5 separate regions of the Mus musculus genome follow, and regions 1, 2, 3 and 5 are each linked to region 4. A link is a contact called in public ChIA-PET, HiChIP or PLAC-seq and promoter capture Hi-C data. All regions are on one chromosome and are shown on one strand. The core of a region is the stretch at or near the end of the contact, and the rest is flanking DNA. Distances in the headings are between cores, read along the strand shown. Region 1 holds the start of Ptges3 (prostaglandin E synthase 3). Region 2 holds the start of Arhgap9 (Rho GTPase activating protein 9). Region 3 holds the start of Baz2a (bromodomain adjacent to zinc finger domain, 2A). Region 4 holds the start of Zbtb39 (zinc finger and BTB domain containing 39). Region 5 holds the start of Spryd4 (SPRY domain containing 4).

The links. Promoter capture Hi-C pulls out the DNA fragments that hold promoters and counts their contacts. ChIA-PET counts read pairs in DNA pulled down with a chosen protein or histone mark. HiChIP or PLAC-seq counts read pairs in DNA pulled down with a chosen protein or histone mark. Capture Hi-C pulls out chosen DNA fragments and counts their contacts.
Region 1: a contact with region 4 is called in an H3K27ac HiChIP or PLAC-seq map of extraembryonic endoderm stem cells. The contact joins the promoter of Ptges3 here to the promoter of Zbtb39 in region 4. A contact is called at or near these places in 22 of 39 promoter capture datasets (the 3T3-L1 cell line, 3T3-L1-derived adipocytes, the C10 cell line and 15 more), 1 of 15 datasets of contacts at CTCF or cohesin (the NIH/3T3 cell line), 1 of 484 Hi-C or Micro-C datasets (the C2C12 cell line), 9 of 115 datasets of contacts at active chromatin or transcription factors (T-cell acute lymphoblastic leukemia, astrocytes, bone marrow-derived macrophages and 6 more) and 1 of 9 other capture datasets (liver).
Region 2: a contact with region 4 is called in an RNA polymerase II ChIA-PET map of memory CD8 T cells, with 19 read pairs. The contact joins the promoter of Arhgap9 here to the promoter of Zbtb39 in region 4. A contact is called at or near these places in 2 of 39 promoter capture datasets (embryonic stem cells and liver), 1 of 15 datasets of contacts at CTCF or cohesin (embryonic stem cells), 1 of 484 Hi-C or Micro-C datasets (nephron progenitors) and 1 of 115 datasets of contacts at active chromatin or transcription factors (memory CD8 T cells).
Region 3: a contact with region 4 is called in a promoter capture Hi-C map of stem cell-derived epiblast-like cells, with 2.6 times the contacts expected there. The contact joins the promoter of Baz2a here to the promoter of Zbtb39 in region 4. A contact is called at or near these places in 17 of 39 promoter capture datasets (the 3T3-L1 cell line, 3T3-L1-derived adipocytes, the C10 cell line and 12 more), 3 of 484 Hi-C or Micro-C datasets (CD4 T cells and embryonic stem cells), 9 of 115 datasets of contacts at active chromatin or transcription factors (the SCID.adh cell line, embryonic stem cells, extraembryonic endoderm stem cells and 4 more) and 3 of 9 other capture datasets (adipose tissue, liver and pancreatic islet).
Region 5: a contact with region 4 is called in a promoter capture Hi-C map of liver. The contact joins the promoter of Spryd4 here to the promoter of Zbtb39 in region 4. A contact is called at or near these places in 2 of 39 promoter capture datasets (cranial neural crest and frontonasal cranial neural crest), 1 of 484 Hi-C or Micro-C datasets (CD4 T cells), 4 of 115 datasets of contacts at active chromatin or transcription factors (the NIH/3T3 cell line, memory CD8 T cells, microglia and 1 more) and 1 of 9 other capture datasets (liver).

The regions. Positions count from the first base shown.
Region 1 is chr10:128,056,138-128,061,177 of GRCm38.p6, reverse strand. It overlaps Ptges3 (prostaglandin E synthase 3), which reads right to left and starts at 2,196. Exons shown (of 8, transcript NM_019766.4): 1 at 1,892-2,196. The coding sequence starts at 1,893.
Region 2 is chr10:127,318,724-127,324,458 of GRCm38.p6, reverse strand. It overlaps Arhgap9 (Rho GTPase activating protein 9), which reads right to left and starts at 2,495. Exons shown (of 16, transcript NM_001285785.2): 1 at 2,028-2,495; 2 at 1,569-1,765. The coding sequence starts at 2,343.
Region 3 is chr10:128,089,570-128,094,659 of GRCm38.p6, reverse strand. Baz2a (bromodomain adjacent to zinc finger domain, 2A) reads right to left here and starts at 1,877. Exons shown (of 30, transcript NM_054078.2): 1 at 1,810-1,877. Atp5b (ATP synthase, H+ transporting mitochondrial F1 complex, beta subunit) reads right to left here. Exons shown (of 10, transcript NM_016774.3): 10 at 4,272-4,641. The coding sequence ends at 4,541.
Region 4 is chr10:127,738,080-127,743,199 of GRCm38.p6, reverse strand. It overlaps Zbtb39 (zinc finger and BTB domain containing 39), which reads right to left and starts at 3,670. Exons shown (of 2, transcript NM_198035.2): 1 at 3,538-3,670; 2 at 1-1,685. The coding sequence starts at 1,641.
Region 5 is chr10:128,209,705-128,214,989 of GRCm38.p6, reverse strand. Spryd4 (SPRY domain containing 4) reads left to right here and starts at 3,196. Exons shown (of 2, transcript NM_025716.2): 1 at 3,196-3,281; 2 at 3,599-5,082. The coding sequence starts at 3,197. The coding sequence ends at 4,137. It overlaps Gls2 (glutaminase 2 (liver, mitochondrial)), which reads right to left. Exons shown (of 18, transcript NM_001033264.3): 18 at 4,986-5,285.

The DNA.
Region 1 (5,040 bases), core at 947-3,446, 320 kb before region 4:
AAAACAAACAAGAGCACCCACACACACAAAGGTTGGAAAGATGGCTCAAGGGTTAAAAGCGCTGGCTGCTCTTCCAGAGGACCCAGGGTTCTAGCCCCAGCACCCACATGGTGATTCACAAACCTCTAGCTCCAGGGTATCCAACATTCTCTTCAGGCCTGGCCTCTAGCAGTGCAGATGATACACAAACATACAGACAAAACATCCACACCACACTGCTCTTGCTTCTACAAGAGCACCCAAGCAGGGTGGCTCACAACTGCCTCTAACTCCAGATTCAGAACTAACACCTCTGCTCTCAGCAGGCAGTTGGTTCTGGTAATAGAACTTGGGTTCTCAGCAAGGGTAGCCAGTGCTGTTAATCACTGCGCAGTCTCTCTACCTCCTAAATTGCTACTTCTGGATGAAAAGATGTTTCGTTTGGCTATGTTTATCTACTAAATTGATTATGTTTTACCTAGCAATTCATTTTCCCCGTACAGTTTGGAAAATATCAAAAAGTTTTTACATAAACTTGTCCTAAGAAGCCAACATGACATCAGAATACAGGTCAGTCACACACAAGAGCTTTTTCTTAACATCTCAAAGGTAAAATTTAAATCCATGCTGGTGAGATGGCTAAGCAAGTGAAGGCTCTCCGTTTCTCTACCTGACAACTTAAATTGTTTCCCCACAGACTGTCCTCTTACCTCCAGGAACACGAGGGGGTGGGGGGAGGGCACACACATGAATAAAATTACTATAATGAAACACTAAAATGTAAAACCTGCTACATATCTTTGTTTTTATGGGGGACTCCTCCAAATTTCTTTACACATTTTCTAGTACTACATGGTCTTCTTCTAGGACCTGTTTCTCAGCCACTAATTGGCTCTAGGACATCGTCTATCAATTTAGATTTTTAGCCATTCAAGCAAGCAGTTAAAACTTAAACTTGTACAATCGTTAAACTTTTTTTTTCAACTACAATCCGTAACTTTTAGTGCTGTGCATAGCAGCCACCCACACCACCCTCAAGTACTGTAATTCAATTCTCTCATATTTGAAAGTTGTCCAGGCTAGAAAAATAAGGGCAAAAATTCTTAGATTAAAAGAATCTGTAACCTCCATATAAACAAATTAAGACCTTCAGGCAAGTGAGATGGTCATTTTATACCTGTTTCACCTCCGCATACAAAGAGCATGACGAAATGCCACCCAAAGTTTATTGAGGTACAGAGAAGAAAAGAGTCCACAAGTATCTTGTGACTAGACACGTGCAGAACTACCTGCTCCATAGTAACTATTACTCGCTGCCAAGGAGGTGACCGCATTTGCTAGCGTTCACCATTTTCAAGAGACCCGAGATGTGGGAACGGGAAGTTTCGTTGTGGTGACGGCATGGCCCCCTCTAGTTGCCTAGCAGTGCCTGCCGCCGAGGGCCGCGTGGTGCCCTACCGGTAGCACCGGCTTACGGCGGCACCCACAAATGCTCTCAGCCCGGTCCTGCCGGGTCCGGGCATCAGCACCGAGCGGCAGGACTCCACGGCTCCCGGCGCCCTCATGGCGGAAAGCTCACACACGAGTTTAGGGCCTAAGGCTAAGTTCCCAGAGTTCCGAGAGAGCCAGGCTGTCTAGGGAAGAAAAGTGGGATTTCTGGCACGAGGAATCCGGGGGTCGATCTGGAGGTGGGGAAACGGACATCTGGAGGAAAAATGTCCTCCAACGGTAACAGGAACAAGGATGCAGGCCCTCCCACCCCACGGCAGGGCTGCCACCAGCGCGGGCGGGGAGAAAGGCGAAGGGCCGAGGGTGGGGGGAGGGCGAGGGGCCGTTTCCCGGCAGCCGGGGCTCCCGGCGCGGCCTCGCTCCGCTCCGGGACGACCTTCCGTCGGCGGGATGTCGCACTCACATGGTGAACGGGGCAGAGGGCCAGACAAACGGGTGGGCGGGCCTCGCTGGCGGCGGCTGGCGAGTCGACTCCTCTCCGGCGGCGACTCCGGCGGTCTCTGCCCGGTCGCGGCCTCTCCTCGCTCCTCTTAGGCGACGGCGGCGGCGGGCTCGGCCTCGATGCCCAGAATGCACCGCGCGGAGAGCGGCTCCCTCAACCCGGGAGAGAAGGAAAGTGTAGGAAAAGGGGCGCGAGGACGGAGAAGGAGCGTGCGTGCGCGCGAGGGGTGGCGAGGCCGGGCGGCGGCTGGTGACGCAGCAAAATGCCCGGGCCGGCCGCCGCGCGTGCGCAATCGCCGTTTCCAGGCTCTGCGCGGTTTTCTAGAGATCTCTACGGAAGGGGCGGGGCCTCCCGGCTCCTTCGCGATCCTTCCCGCGCCCGCCCCTCCCCTCGACCCTCCGGCTGCCCCGTTCGCGCCTGTCTTCCCGGGCTCCGGTCTCGCGTTAGCAAGCCGTTGGCCGCCAACCGCCTGAGCACGCTCGCGGGCGATCTCCCCGAGAGACGTAGGGGCCGCCCTGGAAGGCGGTGGGACGCTGCGGCGTATACAGCAGACCCCAAGGCGATGTGTGGGGATTGTTTTGTCTTAGACAGGGGTGCCTGCCGCAAACCCAGGTTGGCCTCGAGTTCAGTCGCCCGAGTCCGGGATTGCAGTCCTGTGCCAAAGCCACCACGCCCGGCAACGCCGGTTGCATCCGTGGAAAAACGGCTTCGTCCTTAAAGCCTGGACCACTCGCTGTTTTTCTGATTGTCCGGATCCCGCCTGGGCTCCTTTAGCGGAGGAGCTGCTTTTGCCTCTTTGCCTTTAGGGGCGCGCCTCTCCCCCCTGCTTGGAGACATTGGCGCCCTGGGGGAGGCGAGGAGGGAAGTTTCTAGATTAATTCGCTGTCTCCTTGCGTGAGTTCAGATGAGGTGGTTAAGGATCTATTTGAAAATCCTTTGACTGGTTTTGTATACAATGCCCTGGGTTAAATGGGGTTAGTAGCCAAGAACAATCTCTGCTTATCAAAAACTGACGGATTAGGGCAGAGGTAGACCAATGAGCCACTATTAGGACATCAGGTTTTTAGAGTAATCCTGCTTCAGTCTCTTATGTGCTGGTATTACAGGCTTTTTTCTTTTGATATTGATGTCAGTGCAGACTAATTGGTGATGTTGGCTGTATAGTCCAGATCCAATTGCCTGATGTTAAGAACTTTACCACCTGTCAGGGAAATGAAAATTAGTCTGGTGTAGTGTCACAGGCTTGTAATCTCAGCTGAAGGAGCTGGGACAACTTGGTAGTGTGGGCAACTTCCCTGTTTCAAATTTCCATTTTTTCCCGAGGTGATGTAAGTATTCTGTCAACAATTATGTATGTGTACCGTGTGTGTGCCTGATTCCCACACAGAGGTCAAAAATAGGGCCTGAGATCCTTTGAAACTAGATCATGTGAACCATGTAGGTTCTGGGAATAGAACCTATGTCTTTAAGAGCACCCAGTGTTCTGACTGCTGAACCATTAACTCCAGTTCCCTCAAAATTCGAAAAGAGCTAGGGTTCATGGCCCATGTCTGTAATCCCAACAGTGGGTTGGCAGGTAGAAGCAGGTTGATCTCTGAGTTTGTCCAGCCTTGTATATATAAAGACACATGCCTCAAAAAATCAGACTTGCCGGGCGGTGGTGGTGCACACCTTAAATCCCAACACTCCGGAGGCAGAGGCAGGCAGATTCTGAGTTCGAGACCAGCCTGGTCTACCAAGTGAGTTCCAGGGCAGCCAGGGCTACACAGAGAAACCCTGTCTCAAAAATCAAAAAACAAAACAAACCCCCCCCCCAAATCAGACAAAAACAAAACAGACAACCCCACCCCCCAAAAAGAAACATTTTCAATTTCAATAAAGGTTAGGATGTAGCTCAGTGGTAGAGTACTTGCTTAGCATGGGTAAGCCCTGGGCTTAGACCATGACACCAGCAACTACTAACACATCCCCAAAAGAAAAAAGACCCACTGTTATAATGGAAAATTGAAAAGTGTTAGAAGCACAAAAAAAGAGGGACATGTTAACTGGAAGAAACAGAACAGGCCTTGTTAAGAAACTTTTATCAGGGATGAAGAAATAGCTCAGAATTTAGAGCACTGGCTGCTCTTCTATAAGACCTGGGTTCAGTTCCATTAGTCCCAGGATATCTGACCTCTGGCCTCCAATGGCACCAGGCATGTGCATTGGGCATAGATACTACACACAGGCAAAACACCCCCACACAAAACTTAAACAAGGCCAGGTATGACATATGCCCTTAACCCTAGCACAGTTAAAATCAGGCCATCCAGGGCTATGCAGTGATTGATACTGTCTCAAAAAAAAAAAAAAAAAATGATGATGTAGAAGTTGACAGCACTTACTGCTCTTCCAGGAAACTCAGGCTCAATTGTCAGCTTCCACATGGTGACTCACTGTAACGTGGTGCAAAGGCACATACATACATACATACATACATACATAATACATTCATAATACATACATACGCAAAACACCAGTACAAGTAAAATAATGAAAATAGGATGGAAGGCCTTCAGTTCATAAGAAAATAGTTCAACCTACCTTTTTGCTTTGTTGTAATGCTAGGGACTGAGCCCAGTGCCTCCTGTGTCCTTTACCCATCCCCATTTTGACCTGCTTGTCTTAGGGTTATTCTCTAGGACCCAAGGCAACCCTTGGAAGAAGGGTTTTGAAAATGTTGGCAACAGTGAAAGGAAATGAGTGCAGAATAAAATGTGTGATGAGAGCCCGGCGTGGTGGCGCACGCCTTTAATCCCAGCACTCGGGAGGCAGAGGCAGGCGGATTTCTGAGTTCGAGGCCAGCCTGGTCTACAAAGTGAGCTCCAGGACAGCCAGGGCTATACAGAGAAACCCTGTCTCGAAAAAAACCAAAAAAAAAAAAAAAAAATGTGTGATGAGAGGAGGAGTTTGCTTCTGGGAGGAGTTTGCCCATGCCCACAGCATGGTACACTTTGCAGTGCCAGTGCCTTCACGACACAAGATATCAACAACACTTTGGAATTACTTTGAGACTGTTGCATGTAATAAGACTGCAGTGTCATTTACTATAACACAAAAGTTTTTATTAT
Region 2 (5,735 bases), core at 1,246-3,745, 420 kb after region 4:
TTCAATCTCAGCACTTGGGAGGCAAAGACAGACAGATCTCAGTGAGTTCAAAGCCAGCCTGGTCTTCATAGTGAGTTTCAGGGGAGCCAGAACTAGGAGCTACATAGGGAGACCCTGTCTCAAAAAAAAAAAAAAAGGTAATTGTAATTAGGCAGTCCTGGTAAAGGCATGGTCCTTGTTCATCTTTGTCCCAGCTCCGTCTCTGCCACAGGAAGGTCTGAAGAGGTGTCAGAACACTGTGAACCGTCTTCCTGGGAGACAAGTTCCGTTTCTGGCTGGGATCAGGACCCCAACCTTGTATTCCCCAGCATAAGACTCTTGGGGTAATTCTAATTCCTTGGGGTCCATGCCTCAATGGTCTGAGAGCTGAAGAAAGAGACACTCAGTGCCTTTCTCTTTAGAATTCTGTTGGGAGCTGCTCGCAGCCATTCAGCCTCCTGTAATGCATGCGAGGGGATGCAAGGGCTTCGGACCAGGGACCCTGGACGTCGGAGAAGGCCCGCCAGATTACAGTACACAGGGAGCTGTGACAGGATGTGATCCTGCCTGCCCCAGGAGCGAGAAGCTGGGAAAGAGGAGAAAACTTATTCTGCCCCTGTCCCTCCCGATCTCTCTCCCATTTACTCACGGTCAGCTCCGGGCCCGGGGGGGGCCCTGGTACATGGGTAGAAACCCCAGTCCCTGGCTGTTTTTTAAAAAATTCTTCCCCTCACAGTCTTTGCTCTTCTCCTCACTTCCTGTTGCCAACTTCCCTCCTCCCCCACGCAACCCCGCCCCAGAGCTGCAGGAAAGGGGAACAGGCTTTTTTTTTGGGGGGGGGGAGGAGAGAGTGACCTGTCCTCACACCATCGAGAGTAAAAGAAGACACCAAGAAGTGAGAGACTACGCTAGAGCTAGGGAAGAGAAAGACTTGTTATACACCCGTGAAAGAGAGAGTGTACACTGGGCTTGCTCGTAATCCCAGCAACCCCAGCGTTTGGGAGGCTGAGGCAGGACAGCTGCTGGAGTTTGAGGTCGGTCTGAACTACAAAAGGAAGCGGGGCGAGTTGGGCCTACTGCGGACTAAGACCCCTGGCTCAAAATACAACTGACAACAGAGTGGGGGAGGGGCTGACCAAGGCACTCAGTGTTAGAAGGAACTTGCTAGTGTCCTGACTTGAAGACAGGACTTTAGGACAAACCTTGCCCTGGGCTAGGAGTTAGAACTGGAGAAAAGCAGTCTGCTGACATTCCTTTGGCTGTACTGGATACCCTGTTCCTCCAGGGCCTCTGTAACTCGACTGTCCTTTCTCATCCCCTACGTTGCTTATGGCCACTCTTCCTGCTCCTGCGAGATCTTCTCAGAGCACCTCAGCCTCTTCTCCTCATTGTGTCCATCTGTCCCCCTCTCCCCTCCTCTCTGATCTTTAAGGGAGGGGTGTTGTCTGTGTCCCCCTCTCCTACCTTCAGTACTTAAGGGAGGGAGGCTGTGTCCAGTTCACCACTTCACATAGATCCCGCCCCACCCTGCTGTAGTGCAGGCGGCCGACCAAGCTCTGAGTTATGCTCCAGGAAGCTCTGTAACTCACCACAGCAACTTCTGTCATCCACCAGTGAGACCTTTCTCCTGGCCCTTCCTTGAAGGATTTCAGGGAGCAGGCCTTCACATTGCCCGTGCTGACACTTTTGCACATCTTGTGGGGATGGTGAAGAGGCTGCCCAGAAGCAACCTGGGGTTCCTGAGGCAGATAGAGCTCCTCCAGGGAGCCATGATACAGCTTTGTCCCTGGAAAGAGAGATGTGAAGGAGTGGCAGGTGAGGACAGATATGACCTTGGGAATTGTCTAGGAATGCAGGGCAAGGCTGCCGGGAAGTGACACGGGCCCTAGAGCTAAGAGTGTAAAGGGGACGCCACAGTGGCTTGGGTGAGAACTAGGCTTATCAAAGGAGTCCGCAGAAGGTAAGACAGAGTAGTGCTCTCAGCGCTCAAGCGGGAAGAGTCAGAGAGTCGGAAAGGTGAAGAGGGGGGAGGCTCAAAGCTTACTTACCAGGAGTCCAGAGGGAGCTGTTGTAGGTAGTGTCTGCTGGGTTGTGGCAGCAGATTGATTCCTCTGTCATGTATGCAGCTGGAACAAAGATGGGCCGAGAGCTGGGGGGTGCGCCCAGACGCCTCGCCAGCCACCAGTCTGAGTTGGTCTTTCGAAGCAGTAGGAACCTGTCACCTTCAGCCAGAGACACCTGCCGGCCATCTGCCCCAGTGTAAGTGAACGGATAGAGGGCGCAGAGCTGGGGTCCCTGAGAAGGGCTTTGTAGACTCAGCCCTAGATTTCCCCAGATACTTGGCCACCACCGGCCTGAGAACATGGTGGCTGGCACTGTCACCTATAGGAAAAGGGGGTGCTGAAGTTCCAGAAGGAAATAGGAGCTGGTGCCTCCGTACAGAAGGGCATGGTTTGAAGAGTGTGTGTGAGCGTGTGTGTTTTTGTGTGTGTGTGTGTGTGTGTGTGTGTGTGTGTGTGTGTGTGTGTGTGTGTGCAGGACCCTTAGGGCGAGAGGAAGAGGGGAGAGAGATCAGCACAGGTTTGGGGGGGGTCCAACTTCTGTGTGATGTGTCTGTTGAGGAAGTGTATAAATAAGGTGAGAGAGGATGTGGTCAGCAGCCTACCCAGCAAGCAAGGCAGGGAATCTGAGAAGACAACCTAGCTTGGTGATCTTTAGATACCTTGTCGAGGTTACCTGATGTTCCAGGGTCAGAAAGACCTGATCCTGGATGTTGAAGGGAGCCCTGAGCTGCACATAAGGAGGAAGAGGAGGAGGAGGAGGAGGAGCCAGGCTAAGAGCAGAACACAGACAAAAGTACAGGTGACAATGATGAAGGGAAGGTTATGCCATGACCCGTTTTTAAGCTCACACAGGCCTCAGTGTTCCTGTGACCACCCAAACTGCCTCAGACTCGAAGCTTTGTGTTTCCTGTGCAGACAGACAACCAGAAAAACTAAAAAAACAAGCGAGCAGGAAAGGAAAAAAGAAGAGTGCATATCTCCTTCAGCCCCGTCTAGGACACATTAGGGCGCATGATCTATGCATCAACCTTCTGGAGGGGTCCCCGGGTTTATTATGGGGCTCCGTCCATTTGCAATTCTTGTTGTATGTGTGAGTGTTTGGTCTGTGTGTATGTCTCAGCACCATCCAAATGTCTGCTGCCCAAGGAGGCCAGAAGACGGTGTTGGATCCCTGGGATCAACAGTTACAGGCGGTTGTGAACCCTCATGTGGGTACTGGGAATTGAACCAGGGTTCTCTGGAAGAGCAGCCAGAGCTCTTAACTGCCAAGCCATCTCTCCAGCCTTTTTTATTTCTATGCTTAACAAGAACTGGTTGAGGACTGTCTCCTGTGTGGAAGGAGCCGTCAAGAACTAGAAATGACAAAGGGATGAGCTCCTTAGCAGCTTAGGGGGCCAGACCTTAACTGACCTTAACACAGGAAATTTACTAACTGCAGCTGAATTGGAGACCGTGCACACACGGTACAGAAGTCGATGTAGTGGCTCACGCCTTCAACCCAGCACTCAGGAGGCAGGGGCAGGTGCATCTCTATGAGTTTGAGGCCAGCATTATCTACATAGTGAGTTCTAGGGCTGGAGAGATGGCTTGGTGGTTAAGGGCACTGACTGCTCTTCCAAAGACCCTGAGTTCAATCCCCAGTAACCACATGGAGGCTCACGACCATCTGTGATGGGATCCGACACCCTCTTCTGGTGTGTCTGAAGACAGCTACAGTGTACTCATAATAAATAAGTAAATAATTCTTTTTTTTAAAAAAGATTTATTTATTTATTATATGTAAGTACACTGTATCTGTCTTCAGACACTCCAGAAGAGGGCGTTAGATCTCATTACCGGTGGGTCACCATGTGGTTGTGGGATTTGAACTCAGGACCTATGGAAGAGCAGTCAGTGCTCTTATCTGCTGAGCCATCTCGCCAGCCCATAAATAATTCTTTTTTAAAAACAAACAAACAAACAAACAAACAAACAACATCTAGTTAGTTCCAGGACAGCCAGAGCTATATAGTAAGACTCTGTCTCAAAAATAAATAAAAACATCATGAGAGGTGTTTGGAGACTGACGTCACCTGATGTCGCCCTTTCCCTAGCCGGCAGAGGAACTGACTAGCCTGGGAGTGCCGAGCATCAGAAGCAAACTTCTCAATTCTTTGCTTTTCCTCCACTGAGTGGTGTAAGGTTTTTAGTTTCTGCTTGCAGAGCTGGAGTAGAGGGTGAGTGCCTCTTCGCTCTGGTGATGCGAGACAGCCAAGCCAGCTCCCCTCCCCTGACGTAATCCAAGGTCTGACAGGCTGGTCCTCACCCTCCAGGACCTACTCCCTTAGGTTCTCTCTGTTTCACTGTGGGAAGCATGCCCCCTTCTCTTCCTTCCCTTATCCAGAGGCTGATTTTACCTGTGTGTTCATTCAGATATTTAAAATTATCTTTTTGTTTGCTTGTCTTTCAAGACAGAGTTTCTCTGTGTAACAGTCCTGCCTGGCTGTCTGGAACTAGCTCTATAGACTAGGCTAGCCTGGAACTCACAGAGATCCACCTGCCTCTGCCTCCCAGTGCTGGGATTCAGAACTACCCATCATACCTGACAAAATTAGCTTTCTGTTTGTCTGTTTGTTTGTTTGATTTAAATTATTTTTTCTGGCCCGGCTCACTCCAGCCTATCTATTTATTATATATGAGTACACTGTAGCTATCTTCAGACACCCCAGAAGAGGGCATCAGATCTCATTACAGATGGTTGTGAGCCACCATGTGGTGGCTGGGATTTGAACTCAGGACCTCTGGAAGAGCAGCCAGTGCTCTTAACCCCTGAGCCATCTCTCCAGCTCCCTCCCCCCCCCTTTTTTTTTTTTCCGAGACAGGGTTTCTTTGTATAGCCCTGGCTGTCCTGGAACTTACTTTGTAGACCAGGCTGGCCTCGAACTCAGAAATCTGCCTGCCTCTGCCTCCTGAGTGCTGGGATTAAAGGCGTGAGCCACCACGCCCAACTCCCCCTTTTGTTTTTAAATTAGCTTTTTTTTTAAAAGCCAATATTATTAGTCCCAGCACTTGGGAGGCATAGGCAGGAGAATCTCTGTGAGTTCAAGGCCACCTGGATCTACAGAGCTAGTTCTAGGACAGCCAGGGCTACACAGAGAAACCCTGTCGGTAAAAACCAAACACCAAAAATAAAAAAAACAAAAAACGTTCATTATTACTCTTCAGTCCAGGCTGACCTAGAACTCACTACATGGCCCAGGCTGGCTTCAAATTCATGGGAACCATCACTGCAGCACCCTGAATATGGAGAGTGCAACTGTGTATCTCACTGTAAATGTGCATCTCCTCATTGACATTTGGGGACAGGGTGGTGGTACATGCCTTTAGCTGGTAGTGATGAAGCTCTGTAGAATAGGCTAGCCTTGAACTCACAGAGATCCACCTGCCTCTGCCTCGCAGGGCTGGGATCCAAGGCATGAGAACCAGTCTCTTGGTTCTTGGAGTGCCAACCAGCACTTGGGAGGCAGAGACAGTTGGATTTCTGTGAGTTCCAGGCAGCCTAGTCTACAAAGTAAGTTCCAAGACAGCCAGAGCTACATAGAGAAACCCTGTCTAAACAAACAAACAAACAAACAAACAAACAAACAAGGGGCTAGAGAGATGGCTCAGAGGTTAAGAGGTGCTACATAGGTGCTGGGAACGAAAACTGGGTCC
Region 3 (5,090 bases), core at 628-3,127, 350 kb before region 4:
AGTAAAGAAAGAGGTAAGATAGAAGACCACCAGATATTAGAAGAGGAAAAACAGGGCATAATACGTTTTTTCATCTGGTACAGAAGGGCTCCTATCGCTTTATCCCACCTAGGCTGCGATCTTCCCTACTCTCTGAAGGATAAAGGTGGGCAGGGAATACGCCCCAAAGCTTTTTACTTTTTGCCGGGTGCCTTAACATACAACACTTGTGACCTGCCCCCCACCCCCATGCCAAATCTGAACGCAAAAAAGCGGACTTGATCCCATGTGTCCCCAAACATTTGTCAATCCCCATAACAATGTGGCTGGTTAGCCAACAAGCCTCCCTTCAAGAAGCTACTCCAAAGAGAAAGGGGCCAACGGTCATTTTATTAGCAACCTGTGAGAAGAGTGTCTGGGGAACAGACTGAACCTCCCACAAAACAAGCCAGAGGATGATGAGACGTGAAGTGGCGATAAACACCTGCCACCGCCTTCTCACCCTCCAAGTTCCTGCTGTACCTCCCTGTCTCTGGGTCAGCTGTCATTGTGCCAGCCACTCTGGAGCCAGATGGCTGGGGCTATGAGATGGTGGTATGCATCCTAGCTGTACCTTCCCTTTCCTCTTCAAGACACTCCAAGCATCCAACCTTAAGCACTACAGGACACACACACTGCGCCCTTCCCAGCACCTTTAGTTGTGACTCAGAGTAGTATAAGACAAACCCTGACACCCATTCTACTAATTCTGGAGGCAGGGGCACTAGAGAAGGAGCTCGGGGCTCAGCTGGATGGAAAGAGTATTTCCTATTGAAGGTAGGGTAATTATAAAGACCTCCCACTCCATGACTGAACCGATCTTGCCTTAGCCACAGCTCTTGGCCCTGTAGCAATTCCCATTGGTTCCTTTTCGGCACTCAGGTTCGGAGGAGACAATCTCACCGTATTTTGGTAAGGTTAGGTTCTCTCATAATATGCCAAAAAGATTGTAACCCCTCCCCTTCTCCAAGTGGGTCTGCGCCCCTCGGATTTAGTCTCCAAATTCCCCAACGGACAGCTGGGCATATGATAGGCATATAAGACAGTGACATCTCGGGGTTTTTGTTTGTTTTGTTTTCTGGAGTAACCTGAAATAGAGAAGGTTGGGCTTCCTTTGCCTTACCCAGCACCCCCAATCCCTTAGAGACTTAGCCCCAGTCTTGTTCTGCCGCAACAGCCGCTGAAGCGGAGTATCACAAGGTTCCCGCAGCGCCGCTGCCCCCGGCGCCCGGACTAGGGGGAGGGGCCAGCTCCAGCGGGGCCGAGCGCCCTTCCCACCGAGATCAGGGGGCGGTGCTCGGGTCCGACCCCAAACTCGGCAAGAAAAGCTTTAGGTGAGACTTAGCTGAACTTGAAGGGTGAGCGGAGCAGGGCGGACAGCGCCCGTAACGTGCGTCGTACCCCCCGCCCCCCGCACTACCAGGAGAGGGGTTGGGGTGGCGGTTATCTCCCCCCCCCTCCGGGGTTAGGATGGCGTGGGAAAGCGCTAGTTCCAGAGAAGAGGAGGCGAAACCCAGACCGCGGGAGAGCTTTCTGGCGAGGGAGGCGCGGGGGAGGGGAGATCCAGGGCCGGAATAGGAGGGGTTCCCGGGAGAGGATGGCGGAGAGGCGTGAGAAGCCTCCGGATCCCGGGCGCAGAGGACAGGGGAGGAACGGGCGAGGAGGCAGGGCGGGGGAGAGAGCAAGGGCAGCGGGCGCAGGGAAGGTCAGAGCTTGGATCCCAGGGGAGGAAGCGGCTGCGGGGACGCCCTGCCCTGGACCCCGGGCCTGGAGGCGGATGCCGGGCCTCACCTGAAGCAGGGCCGGGCCGGGCGGCGGCGGCGGCGCAGGTGGCCGAGCCGGGCGGCGGCGCCTCCTCCCCCAGCCCGAGGCCGGCGGCGGAGGGGGGGGGGGCGGCGCTTAAAGGGGCAGGAGCCACCCGGGTGAGGACGAGCGCTCAGGGACGGCTGTCGCGAAGGCTCCGCTGGGGGAGGGGACGGCGGGTGGCGTCTCCTAGGGGCCAGAACCAGGAAGGATCCCAGATGCAGGAAAAGACAGAAACTTCTGCGGCGTAGTTGGGGACAGCGGTGGGTCTGAACTGGAGTACTTGAAGAGCTCTTTTTGCCGGCACGGGGCGCCCAGCTAAGACTTATTCACAAAGGAGGCTGGAGAGACAGTGGGAGCCACAAAGATTCAAGGAGGCCTAGGAGAGCAGGAGAGGGAACTCAAGGCCGAGAGCATGTCGGGGTCACGCACAGCGCCCTGCTAGGTAAACAGGCTTCTCCCGGCCCTATCCGTACTACAGCTGTACAAATCTGGAATCAGGAAACCACAGAGGCAAAACGCTCTCTGTCCTGTCAATGGTGGAGGCCATCCGTAACAGGGTCGTGAGGCTGATGCAGGGCTAAGAATCGACTTTATTCATTGCTCGGTTTGGCCCCAGCCACCACCACCACCCTTGCAGCAACCTCTGGGGCAACAGGAAGCAGCTGCTCAGTGCAGCCCCGACCCGGTGGTGGGTTAAAGGGGGGAGGAAGAAACACCGAGAGAAACTAGGGGGAGGGGAAGCATCTCTTACAAGACCAAGACTGAACTAGTAATGAATACAGTAAAATACTACTTGAATCTCTGCACTTAAATTGGAGCGGGGGGTTCTAGGGTGAGGAAGGAAGCCCTAACCTAAGATACAACCCCAGGCTCTTCCTTAGAGCTGGAGCTTGCCAATGCTCAGCAGCTCACCAGCTAAGCCCCGTGTCCCCCCCACAGTCCGTTTCTCTTCCTTCACTCCCCCAAAAGAGCAAAGGTTAGGCCCCACCCCTGCTGAGTCAGCCAGAGAGGGAGCTGGGCATCCCTCAGGCCTTTCCCAGGGGCAGCTATCATACTTACCCATGTCAGGCTGGCAGGACTCAGGATTAGGACCCAGATTCTCACTGTCCTTGGGTCTTGCTTCAATTGAAGGCTACTGTTGGATCCTGTCCAACTATGGGCTGGGAACTCGCAAACCCCAAAAAAGCCAATGTATGCTTCCTGCGAACGACACAGCCTGAACTGCTGTAGGGTGATGTCCCTGTATGACAGACTGGGGTGGGAGGGAGGAGGGAAGGGCGGGGCTTTCATTGGGTGGAGAGAGGGAGGAGGCGAGGACAGGGCCGACCGGAGAAATATGGAGGAAGGTTAGAACTATATTAATACTTTAGGACTGTGGTTGAAGGGGACAGTAAAGGATGAAGGAAACAAAGAGTTACAGCTAGCGAGAGAGAAAGGTTCTCTACAAACCTTAGAGAACACGAACACCGGGATGGAAATGACCTTTAAAATATCAGTTTCCAAGTCTGTACTTGGGTGACAAAGCAGAAAGAGGTGACCTGTGTACTCTTAGGTCTTTATCAGCTTTTTGCCGACTCGAGTCAGGATCTGGAGCTGTCCCCACCCGGTAACAGCATTTCCCCCAACCCAAGCTCCAAGAGCAAACTACCAAGAACAGGCAACTCAGGGGCGCCACCTTCTGTCCTAATCTTGACACAGGAGGGACTGGAGCCAAGGACGTCATAGACAGATGGAAGCTCAAGCCTCTACTCCACCCCAGGAACCTTTCCCAGAGCCCTTTAGGTCACAGAGCTCAGAATTGGGAGTTGAGCTGTCCAGAGCTCTACCCCAAGTGGACAACCTTACAAGGTGAAACTTATAGATGTAGGCTCCTCCCCAGGCCAACTCCAGCTGGTTTGTAAATAGTCATTAGACTATAGAAATACCTCCTTGCAAATAGCCTTAAATAGATTTCAAAATGGTGAGATTGCAGGTCTTGTAGTGTCAAATGCTTCCACAAGAGGCCACTGGCTGGGCTCAAACACGTTGTAAGGCACAAAATACATCCTAGCATAGTGTGTGCTAAGGTACCCATTTTTATGAAGAGGAAGTACTGCTTTTCAAAAGTCCCAGTGGCAACAGTATCAAGATTACTCTTTGTAACATCACCGAAGCCTTAAAACTTTTTCATAAGGGATCTTAAGAGACCATTTTTTTTTTTTGCCCTGAAGACTCAAGCACAAACATGCACAGCTAGGCTTGTTCAAATTTCTGGCAATATATTAAGAATTTTCTGAATGAGTACCTAGACAAGACCCTCAATTGTGACAGATAGTCAGCATTTCCTAAAAACGCAATCCCTGTCTTGAATAAGTTTATCTATTTTCTCCAGGGGAAAAACACTTTAGTGATAGTTGGAGCAAAAACCAAAGCTGAGCCTATTATGAAACACAAGGCCCATAGAATCTCATTAATAAATTGATCTTTTTAATAATAATCCTGTTTCTAACAATTTCCTAAATGTGGCCCACCACTGTGAGCTCAATTATAAGCTGTTTCAGAAGCAACATAAACAGACATAAATGAGGGGTATATACTTTATTGAAAACTTTAAATACTCTTCAGAGAGAACATCACATCTTCAATCAAGGCTCTTGTGTGGCCTGCATGGAAGGAAACCTGAGCTCTCGCTTGATATGGAGAGATCAGTTGCAGTGCTGCCTTTGGCTGGAGTCCCTCACGACCCGTGCTCTTCTGCCAGCTTATCAGCCTTTGCCACGGCTTCTTCAATGGGTCCCACCATGTAGAAGGCTTGTTCTGGGAGATGGTCATATTCACCTACATAGGGGAAAACACAGTAAGAAGCTGAGTTATATCAGCTTCCTGCAGCATGTACACCTCACCACTTGAGCCCACTGTGAAACCTTATCATGCAAGGAAACTTTTCAACTTCCACGTGAAATTTACTTTTGGGGGGTGGGGGTGTGTTCCTGGCTGACCTGGAACTCAAGCCCCTAGATCTATTTAGGAGTCCCAGCACTAAAGGTGTGCACCATATCCACCCCCTTCCAAGTATAATTGTTTTTAAAGTGTAAAGTGTGTAATTTAAGACAAGATGTAGTAGATCAAGAATATGTTTGGGGCTTGAGTGGTGGTTTAACACTGACTACTGCTTTATCACCTCTAATTCCAGTGACCAGACACCACTCCTAACCTCCACTGACTGTTCTGGGAGGATCTAACTCCTCATGGGATCGTGTACTCACATCACATACAACACTCAGACA
Region 4 (5,120 bases), core at 2,421-4,920:
GAAGCTCTGGCTGCACAAGTGGCAACGGAAGAGGACATCCTCCAGGCCCTGGTGAACAACCATGTGTTTCTCTAGAAGGTGCCAGTCCACAAAGCTGCTGGCACAGACCGAACAGGAGAAGACTGAGATGCCCAGATGGGAGAGCATGTGCCACATGAGGCTGCAGAGGTTGAGGTGGCGCTGATCGCAGATGCTGCAGGCCTGGCCCTTCAAGTTCACGTGCTCGAGGATGTGGCAACGGACCACGTGGAAATCTTTGGCCAATGCTTTCCCACAGACAGCACATTTCAACTCCGGGGAGGCTGCCCCTGGAAAGAGACCCAGTTTCCCAGACAGGGGTTCACTGGGGTGGACAATGACGTTGTTATCAAATATCCCATCCCGCCGGTGCAGGGTCAGCTGCCACTGGGTGAAGAACTTTGTCTCACACATATCGCAGGAAAACAGGAAGATGCCGATGTGAGACAGGACATGGGTCACCCGGGAGTTTCGGTCCTGGAAGTGGGTCTCACAGACCTTGCAGTTGCCTGTGAGCAAGTCTACGTGGTCCCGCGCATGCTGCCGTATCAGCTGAATGTTGGGCTCTAGAACTTTCTTGCACACCTGGCAGGGCATGGCCTTATTCTCCCGGTTGTCACTGTCACCGAAAGCCAGGTCGTCCTCGCTGTCGTCGCTCAACTCAATCACCTCCTCTGCGGTCCCGATGTCTTCGGCCGGGTCCTCAAACTGCAGGTCCTCGTCCCCCACGTCGTCCAGCTGGAGCTCATCCATCTGCCCAAAGCTTGGATCTCTGGAGTGGTCGCTATTGCTCAAACAGGAGTTGGTCTGGGTTGTAATGTCTACCGCGTTATCAGAGGCAAAGAAGGTGCTTTTACTGAAGTCTCCGTTGCTTTGAACTTTGTATGGCTGGCAAGAACTCGTGCTGGTCTGGATGCCTGTGCTGACCATGCCTAGGACTGGTGGTGGGGTTGCCACACTAGGAACAGACGTGAAGGGAACAGGGGTGTCGTGGTCTTCCGACTTTGGTGGCAGTGGCAGCTGTGGCAGGGGCAAGCCATGATTAGTGTCACCCGAGACACTCCGCTCTTCCTCTTTGTAGCTTCCTCCTGCATCAGTAGGCAGCACATAGTTTCTATCAGGACCGAAGTGTTCCCCACTCCCCCGGGACTCTCCAAGGGGGTGGGTGGGATCTACTGAGGGACAACTGAGAGTGACACACTGGCTGTCGCTGGTGCTGGTCAAGGACTTGGCTATTGCAGTGCTCTCTAGGTCTGGGAAAGTGGAATGGCAGGCTCGCAGCAGATCCTCCATACCCAGGCGTTCAGCGACCTCATAGATGACCCCAACGTTGATCAGGTCTGTGAAGAGCTCTGATGTATATACAAAACTCAGGATCTTCTCAAAGTTGGCAGGGGTAATGAAGTCCACCACGTAGGTCCGCGCAGCATCTAGCCCAGTGTTTAAGAAGAGGTTCTGGAAGTAGCCAGCTGCGCACGCCAGCACGGCTTTGTGGGCGGGGAAAGAGCGGCTCCCCACCACGATGGTGACATCGCACATGGTCTCTGACAGCCGGCACTTGTTGAGTTCCTTCAGCAGGTTGTTGGGGTGGTTGCTGCTTTGCAGTTTGATCCTCATGCCCATCTTAGCAGCTCCTAGGAAGATGCCTCTGTATCAGCAAGATCAATCTGTGGGCAAGACAAGAGAGCGACACATCCCTAAACCAGGGCTCTGTGCAGGAGAGAAATGCACGTTCTCAATGTGTCCTAGCTGAGGAGGAAGGAGTGGACAAGGAAAACTGAAGCAGAAGATAACAAGGGGGGTGAGTGGGGAATGACCTTCACCCTGCACAGACCCAACCACAGGATCATTGAAACAAAACGAAAAAGAGATGAGAAAAAAAAAATCAGTTAGCTTGGTCCTGAAAGTCTACGGAGCTGGGGCTGCAGAGACAGCTCAGCAGCTGAGATCATCTGCTGTTCATGCAGAGGACCCAGGTTCCGTCCCCAGCACCCACATGACTTTATCTCTAGTTCCAGGAGATCCCATACCTTCTTCAGATTTCTTCAGGCAACACACACACACACACACAGAGTACACTTACATTCACAGAAGCAAATACTCATCCACACAAAACAAAAACCAAATAAATCCTTAAAAACAAAATAAAACAAAAAGAGGCCAGGTACAATAGTAGATACCTATAATTGTAGCACTTGGAAGTCTGGGACGGGAATAACAGGAGTCCTAGGATAGCCTGGGGTAGAAAGCCAGACTGTGTGTTTTTAAAAGAGGGGAGTGAGCTATATGTGTCTAGCTAGGAGCCTTCCAACTGAATGGATGTTCAGCCCTCAGTACAATCCAAACAACAGGCTCGGGTTTCTTTACTAACTTCTTCCTAAATCAAGTTTTTCTTTCTATCATTAAGTCTATTCTCTTTCCTCACAATGCCAAATGCCAGGAATATACTTGAACTATTATCAATGCTCCATTAGCAGCTAAGGAAGAGGTAACGGTTGCACCTTTACTTGTCTGCCATAGCTGTCCTTTCCAGTCTACAAACAAACCTCTCAGCTCTTTTTTTCTTTTCTTTTTGAGATCTTATGTAGCCCAGGCTGACTTTGAAATTGCTCTGTTACTAAGGATGATCTTGATGGCATTATGATACTCCTACCTCCATCTCCCAAATGCTAGATTACAGATAAGAGCCACCACCAGCCCCACCTCAAAATCTCAAACTCTTGAATCCCCACCTCGCCCTTCATGGGATACTTGCCTATTCTCTGGTCCTTCCCAGACCCCTTCTGGATGCTAATTTCTCAAACGTTACTGTATTCTGTGGATGAAGCTAAACTCATAGCCAAAGCAAACACAACTGTGGTATGTAACATTACTTAGGTACGTTGTATCTGTCTTTACCAACTATACAGTAACAACTGGATGCCTTAAGCAAGGGAAAGATTCCTGCAAGCGTTTTTAACATCACTTTTCCCCCATCTCAGGTCTTGCACACCTCGGAGAAACAACTAGTCACATGCGTGTGCTTCGCACAACTCGCCCTGAGCAGCACAACCCTTTTCTCCATCGCACCAGGTTCTACCAACAATTCCCAACTTTTCCCGGGGGCCCAGCACTCGTCTGAGTATTGTTGGGTACCAACCACGCGTCTCCCGGGCCCTGGCGGTCACTCATCCACGGTGGGAGGCTCCGGGCACCCCATGGATATACAACTTGCAAGGAGTACGCCCCAACCAAAGGTCTGCCCGTGCCGCGGTCTCCCCGCGATCCGCCAGGGCAGGGACAGCACCGGGCTGGGGCGCAGCACCGCCGGGAAGGCGCACCTCGGTCGCCACAGACAGCGCGGGCTGCCCCCGTGCGACCCAGGCCCGGCGCCGCGGGAGCCGGCCGAGCGGAGGCCCGGGAGCCGCGGCCCGGTCGCCGGGAGGGAGGACAGGGCCGGCCGGGGACACCGGCGGGGCGCGCCCAGCCAGGGCGACAGAAAGGCCGAGCGGGAGTCCGGCTGGACCCGATCGCGCTTACCCGGCTCCGCGGGGTCCGAGCACCATCGCCGCCACCGCCTCACACAAAGGCCCCGGCCCGCCGTGCCCGGCCCGACGAGGAGGCGGCGCCGCCGGCCGCGGCCAGACTCTCCATCCGCCGAGCCGCTCGCCGCGCCGGCCCGGGCCGCCCCCGCCGCCCGGCCCGCAGCGCCCCCCGCCGTCCCGGAGGAGGCAGCGCCCCCCGCCGCCCGGCCCGCAGCGCCCCCCGCCGTCCGGGAGGAGGCAGCGCCCCCCGACGGCCGGGCGGAGCCACGAGCCCACACCAGCCCGCTCGCTGTGGCGCCTGGGGAGTGAAAAGCAGGTCCAACCAACCCTGTCCCCCAACAGCCTCGCAAAAATCTGTGTGCTTGTTCAGTTAATTTATGACTCCCGCGAGCTTTCTGAGGGCAGGGATCTGTGGTTTTGCCAGAGCTCCACTTTTGAGTTCTGCTTGTCACCTTGCCTTGCACACATATAGGCGCCTTCTAAAAACCTGTGTGCGGGTGCAGGTATGTGACTGTGCGGATGGGGGTGAGGGGGGCGGGGTCTGACCAAGCCAGCTCAGTCAGTCAACCGGGTCTCAAGGGAGGGAGTGAGGATTGCAAAGAAGAAAAAAAAATTGACAAAACTATAACATGACTCCAGCCAGTGCTGAGGCTGAGGCTGAAGCAACTTTATTTTTTTAGCTTTTATATCATTCTAGGTACATCCAAAAAAAACAAAAAACATGGTTCTTAGACCAAAGACAAAGTAATCAAGAGAAGTAGTAAACAAAGAGATCACACACGGTAATGATTAAGCATAGTAGCAAACAAAGCCCCACAGTCACCGTTTCTCACGTTCTTATCTGAGCCTACTTCCTTGTCCGAGCCCAGTGACAATGCCAAATTCCTGGAAGCAGCACCAGACACTCTCACCAGGGGTAGATGATTAACGAATGGAGTATTTCAGGTTAGATCCCCAGGAAGCTCTTCTGATAGCCCAAAACGGACCCTCCTTCCTGGTAGATGGCCAGATGGAGTCACTCTGTTACCTGGACCGTGGCAACCCAGGTGTCTTCCTAAACGGGTCCGTCCCCTGTCTAGAATTCCATCACTGGCCTCCTCCCTTCTCCTGAATCTGCTCATCAAATGATCCTGCTCAAGACTAGCCATAAAACCAAAGCTCCCCTGCCTACGTCCTTACACAGCCTAGACAGCCCAGGCTGGCTCCTTCCCATCCTGCCTCGCCTGCCAGCCAGGCACAACTCCAGCCCAGGCCTGTGTCTCATGGCCAATTCCAGCCTATCTGTCCTCTCTCTTTCATATCTGCCATAAAAGCATTCCCTTTGTGGGCTGGGGAGCTGGTTCAGAGGTTAAGAACACTGGCTGCTCTTCCAGGGGTCCGAAGTTCAATTTTCAGCAACCACATAGTGGCTCACAACCATCGCTAATGAGATCTGGTGCCCTCTTCTGGCCTGCAAGCATAAGTGCAGGCACAATGCTGTATACATAATAAATGTATTAATAAGTAAATCTTTTAAAACAAACAAAATCCTCCCTTTTAGCCATACCAGGGAATGACTATGTTGTCCATCCACACGAA
Region 5 (5,285 bases), core at 1,947-4,446, 470 kb before region 4:
CATAGGACTAAGATACATTATCTACATAGATGAAATTATCAAAGAATAAATACAACTATATCCATACACCTATAGAACATTTTCACATGGTTGTCCCATAGACATCTCAAATCCAGCTTCTCTAAACTTAATTACTCTCCTCCAAACTCAACATGCTTCTTCTATGTCCTCTACTAAGAAAATTACAGGTTACCTTCTTCCTGCCCCATCTCATCAGCCTTCTGCCTCTTACACAGCTGGGTCGCACCATGTTTTCCCTCAGGACTCTGGTGGCCTAAGACCCTGCTTCCCTGCTTCTCATCCTACCCCCTCCACTTCATGCTCTGTGATGCTTCCAACTTTACCTTTGCATGAGAATCTAATTTGTCAACCCCGTGTTGCCCTAAACAGCTCCTGGATATCTGAAAGACCCCTCTAGATGTCCTCATAGTGTATGTGATTGTTTATGATTAACTCTCAACTTTTTTAAAAAAAATTTTAAAAAGATTTATTAATTTTATTTATGTGAGTACACTGTAGCTATCTTCAGACACACCAGAAGAGAGCATCAGATCTTATTACAAGTGATTGTGAGCCACCATGTTCTTACTGGGAATTGAACTCAGGACCTCTGGAAGAGCAGTCAGTGCTCTTAACCACTGAGCCATCACTCCAGCCCAGTCTTGACTTCTCAAGTATGTTTAAATTCTCGCAGTTTCCCTCTGCAATACTGTGTCCCTTATGGTTCCCGAAGTTCTCCGTTCTTTTGGTAACCTAGAGCTTGTGCTTAAGCTCCAGCCCTACCTCAAATGTCTCTTTTGTTTGTCAAGCCGAATTCTATCATTTGATCACTAGGATGCATGGAAATATTAAGTATTGATTGTTTGTTAACAATAAGGCAGGTGGGCTGGACAGATGGCTCTGTGCTTGATACTGAACCTAAGTCCAGTTCCCAGGACTCACAACCACGATAACTCCAGCTCAGGGGAACTGGTGGTCTCTTCAGTTTCCAAGGACACCTGTACTTATGTACATATTATGACTCCCCCGCCCCACATATATAACTAAAAATAAAATAAATCTTAAAAAAATAAGGCACACAGATCATCTAAATGATGAAGGTAAGTTTATTTGATGGTAGAAGTAAAGTAATATAAGAAATGACAGGTGAAGCTACTCTCTGAATGAGTATAAAATAATGCAGGTATTTCCACTGGCGATACATACCTATAATCCAGACTCAGGAGGCTCCGCCAGAAAGGTCCACAGTTCAAATGCTGCCCTACGCTACAGTGTGTATGAGTTCCAATGTCAACTTCGTGAGACCTCGTCTACAAATTAAAACAAGCAAACAACCATATCTTAAAAAGGGCCAGGAATACAGCTCAGTGGTCATGATGAGGGCAGGGAATAAGAAGGCGCAAGTCTATAGGTGCTTCAGAGACCCAGTTCTGAAACCATTCCCTCTTCATTATCCACACCCGAAGCATTAGCAGAACAGGCACAACCTCTCTAGAGGAAATTCCCTCAACATTTTTGCTCCGACGTTTAAAAGTCAATAGAAGAGGAAGATGGGATGCAAACGAGGCAGGTGGGAGCTGCTTCAGGACCGCGGTACCTGAGTGCGAGCTCTCCCAGAGCAAGGAGAGCGACTCGGTTAAGGGGAAGCGCCGGGATAACGATTGGTTTCCTCTGCCGCCCGCAGGCGGAGAGACTCGGAGGTCGTGCAGCAGAAACAGAAAAAGGCAAACGAGAACGGCTTCGTGACCAACCCTCTTGGTCTTCGCCTATGCGCCAGAGCCTTCCCACCGTGCTATACAGTTCCTTCCCTTCGGCATTTGCAAGTCTGCAGCAGGTCCCTCTCGTGTTTCCTTCCTCTCTTACCCTGGGCCACTCCTGGAAAGTGAGGTTACTCTTCCCAGTTTTGAGGTATGCGACATACCTCAAAGTATTAAAAGTAGTTTTGTAATTAGAAGGGGAAAAAAAAAGTTAACCTGCATCTCTACAGTTACGGGGCTGAAAAGGCTGGGCCTGACTGAACCCTAGTGGAGAGAATGAGTCACTGCACCACCCCACACACACTTTCAAGCTCATTTATACATTAAAAAATAATGAGGTAGCCGGGCGTTGGTGGCGCACACCTTTTATCCCAGCACTCGGGAGGCAGAGGCAGGCAGATTTCTGAGTTCGAGGCCAGCCCGGTCTACAGAGTGAGTTCCAGGACAGCCAGGACTTCACAGAGAAACCCTGTCTCGAAAATAATAATAATAATAATAATAATAATAATAATAATAATAATAATAATAATAATAACAATAATAATAATAATGAGCACAAGTCATGTTGTTAATCCCAGCACTCCGCGGGCTGAGGCAGGCCGATCCTTGAGACCCTGTCTCAAACTATAATAATAAAAAACTGATATACAGAGAAACCCTGTCTCGAAAAAAACAAAACAAAAACAACAAAAAAAAAACAACAAAAAAAAACTGAGCACAACCTGGCACTTGGGAAATTGAGGCAGCAGGATCTAGAGTTTGAGGCCTGCAAAGGTTACATAGTAACTCTGTCTCAGAAGACAGAACAGTAAGCTTGAATGTAGACACATTCTGTCCAAAGAGAATGCTGAGGCTCTGGGAAACGGATTTACGCTTTTTTTTTTTTTTTTTTTTTAAATAATGTGTGGTGCTCTGCCTGTCCTGGAACTTGGTATGTAGACCAGACTGGCCTCGAACTCATAGAAAACTGCCTGCCTCTGCCTCCTGAGGGCTGTGTGTCACTCCCCCCGCCCCCCCCGGATTAAACTACTTTAAAAAAATACTTCTTTTATCTTGCCAGACTTGGTATCGCATGCATTAATTTAGTCTCAGCACTTGGGTGGCAGAGGCAGGTAGATTTTTATGAAATTGAGGCCAGCCATGACTACATAATGAATTCCAGGCCAATCCAGGCTACAGGAGACCCTGTTTCAAAACCAAACAAATCAGAGACTCTGTTTACACAGGCTCTCTGGGTGTGTGTGTGTGTGAGAGGGGTATCCTACTTAGTTGAGATATAATCAGTACGTCTCTTCACGTATTGATCTAGCTCGCCAGACTAGAAATCACCGAGATACCGATTTCTCACGACACTCGCGTCTCGCACCACGTGCTCCGGGCGCGGACCAGTCATTGGTCGGTGTCCCCTGGGGGCGTGCCCCGTGCATCTGTGGCACAAGATGGCGCTGCCCTTTGCACGCTGTTGGAAGTTGTACCGCTGGGGCACCAAGCGATGGGGGGTCCCTGCTGTGGAATCCCGGAGAGGTAGGCATATTTCTTTTTTACTGTCACTCCAAAGTAGTTAACGTGTCATTCCCAGAGCGCGATCAGAGAACTCCACTCCTCATTTCTCCTCTCTCCCCTCTGCCTTGATCTAGCAAGATTCCAAACCTGGGGCACCGGCTTCTGGCTTCCCCAGTCAGTGATTTGCAGCTCCCAGGGCTGTCTTACTAAAGCGGCACCTCTGCTCTTTCCATGTTAACATTTGACATTGACTTTTCTCGATTTCCCGTCATCGCCTGGACAGCTTTCAGATCAAACACAGCCCTAGGTTTACGAGTTCTTTTTTGCTCTGCCCTCAGGCATCAGTTTCAAACTGGAAGAAAAAACGGCCCACAGCAGCCTGGCACTCTTCAGAGGCGACACGGGTGTCAAATATGGCTTGGTGGGACTGGAACCCACCAAGGTGGCCCTGAATTTGGAGCGCTTCCGGGAGTGGGCAGTGGTGCTCGGAGACACCACAGTCACCAGTGGCAGACACTACTGGGAGGTAACAGTGAAGCGCTCCCAGCAGTTCCGGATAGGAGTGGCAGACGTGGACATGTCCCGGGACAGCTGCGTTGGTGCTGATGATCGTTCCTGGGTGTTCTCCTATGCCCAGCGCAAGTGGCACAGCATGTTGGCCAACGAAAAAGCTCCAATTAAGGGTATTGGGCAACCAGAGAAGGTGGGGCTGCTGCTGGACTATGAGGCAAAGAAGCTGAGCCTGGTGGATGTGAGTCGGATCTCTGTGATCCACACACTACAGACAGATTTCCGGGGCCCAGTGGCACCTGCTTTTGCTCTTTGGGATGGAGAGCTGCTAACCCACTCAGGACTCGAAGTGCCCAAGGGCCTCTAATGTGGCCAAGACCCTGAATCGTGCTCATGGTCAGCTTTCTGTCCTTAGTGTCTAAAGCGATTTTACTTTGTTTCAAGCAACTGGTAGCTCTCACAATTCTGTTGGGATCCTTTGTGCAATATTGTAGCCATCTTCCCCTGGGCCCTACTCTGTAAGAGCTAGGTATACAGCCAAAGTCGCCAGTTTCCTAGGTCATCAGGGGATTCGCCTCCTCAGGCCAGTTCTTTGGGTCCTTCTACTTGTGCCCACACACCTTAGACTGTTCAGTCCTGCGGTCCTGCCTCTCGGCCCGTCCCTTATCCACATGTAACTTGTTTTGGGGGCTCACCAGATTCTCTAGAGTAAATGCTCTCTACCTCTGGCTGGAGGAGTGGCAGCCACAGGCTTGGCCTTTTCTCTGATGCACCTCAGATTCTTGGGTTCTGGCTTCCTCAGTTGTACCTCAGCACTAGAGATGTCAGTCCAACCCAGATGCAGCTATCTCCACTCTGAGTCCATCTGTCTTCTGGATACCTGATACCTAGGCAGTTTGCCATAACCATTGTGCCAGTTATGTGACAAAGGGAAAGAGACACTAGGGAGACATGTATGGCTCTGGTGCCAGAAACGTTACCCTCGATAAGTTCCTTCTGTGTATCTGCCACAGTTCAAAGCTCCAGAAAAAAGACAACTTTACACAATCCATTTTGGAGCCTGTTCAGACCCACAACTCCCATCTCCCTTGGCCACAGAATGTACTTAATAAAAGCAGTATTTTGGTTTGAGGAAAACCTGGTGAAACAGTTGAATATGTATGCGGAATATTCAGTTTGGACTTGTCTGACCCTGGGTGCTACAATGGTGATAACTGATGATGTCCTTAGGGGAGAAAGAGAACGACTAAATTTAGCAAAATATAAAATAAAAATTATAATTCATGTAATTAAAGTTTATTTGAACACAAAATACTCTGTCTATAAAATTGCTGTCAGCAGTAGCAGCGTGTCCTGGCTAAGATGGACAGATCTCCGCAGACTTCTAAAGCCACGTGGTTTGGCTCTCACCCATTTCTCTTACTCTGCGGCAGATACATATGCATGTAGCTAGAGGCTCTCCAAGGAAGTTGCTTGTTGGCATGATGATTTCTTCAGAGAGGAAAAGGGGACCTG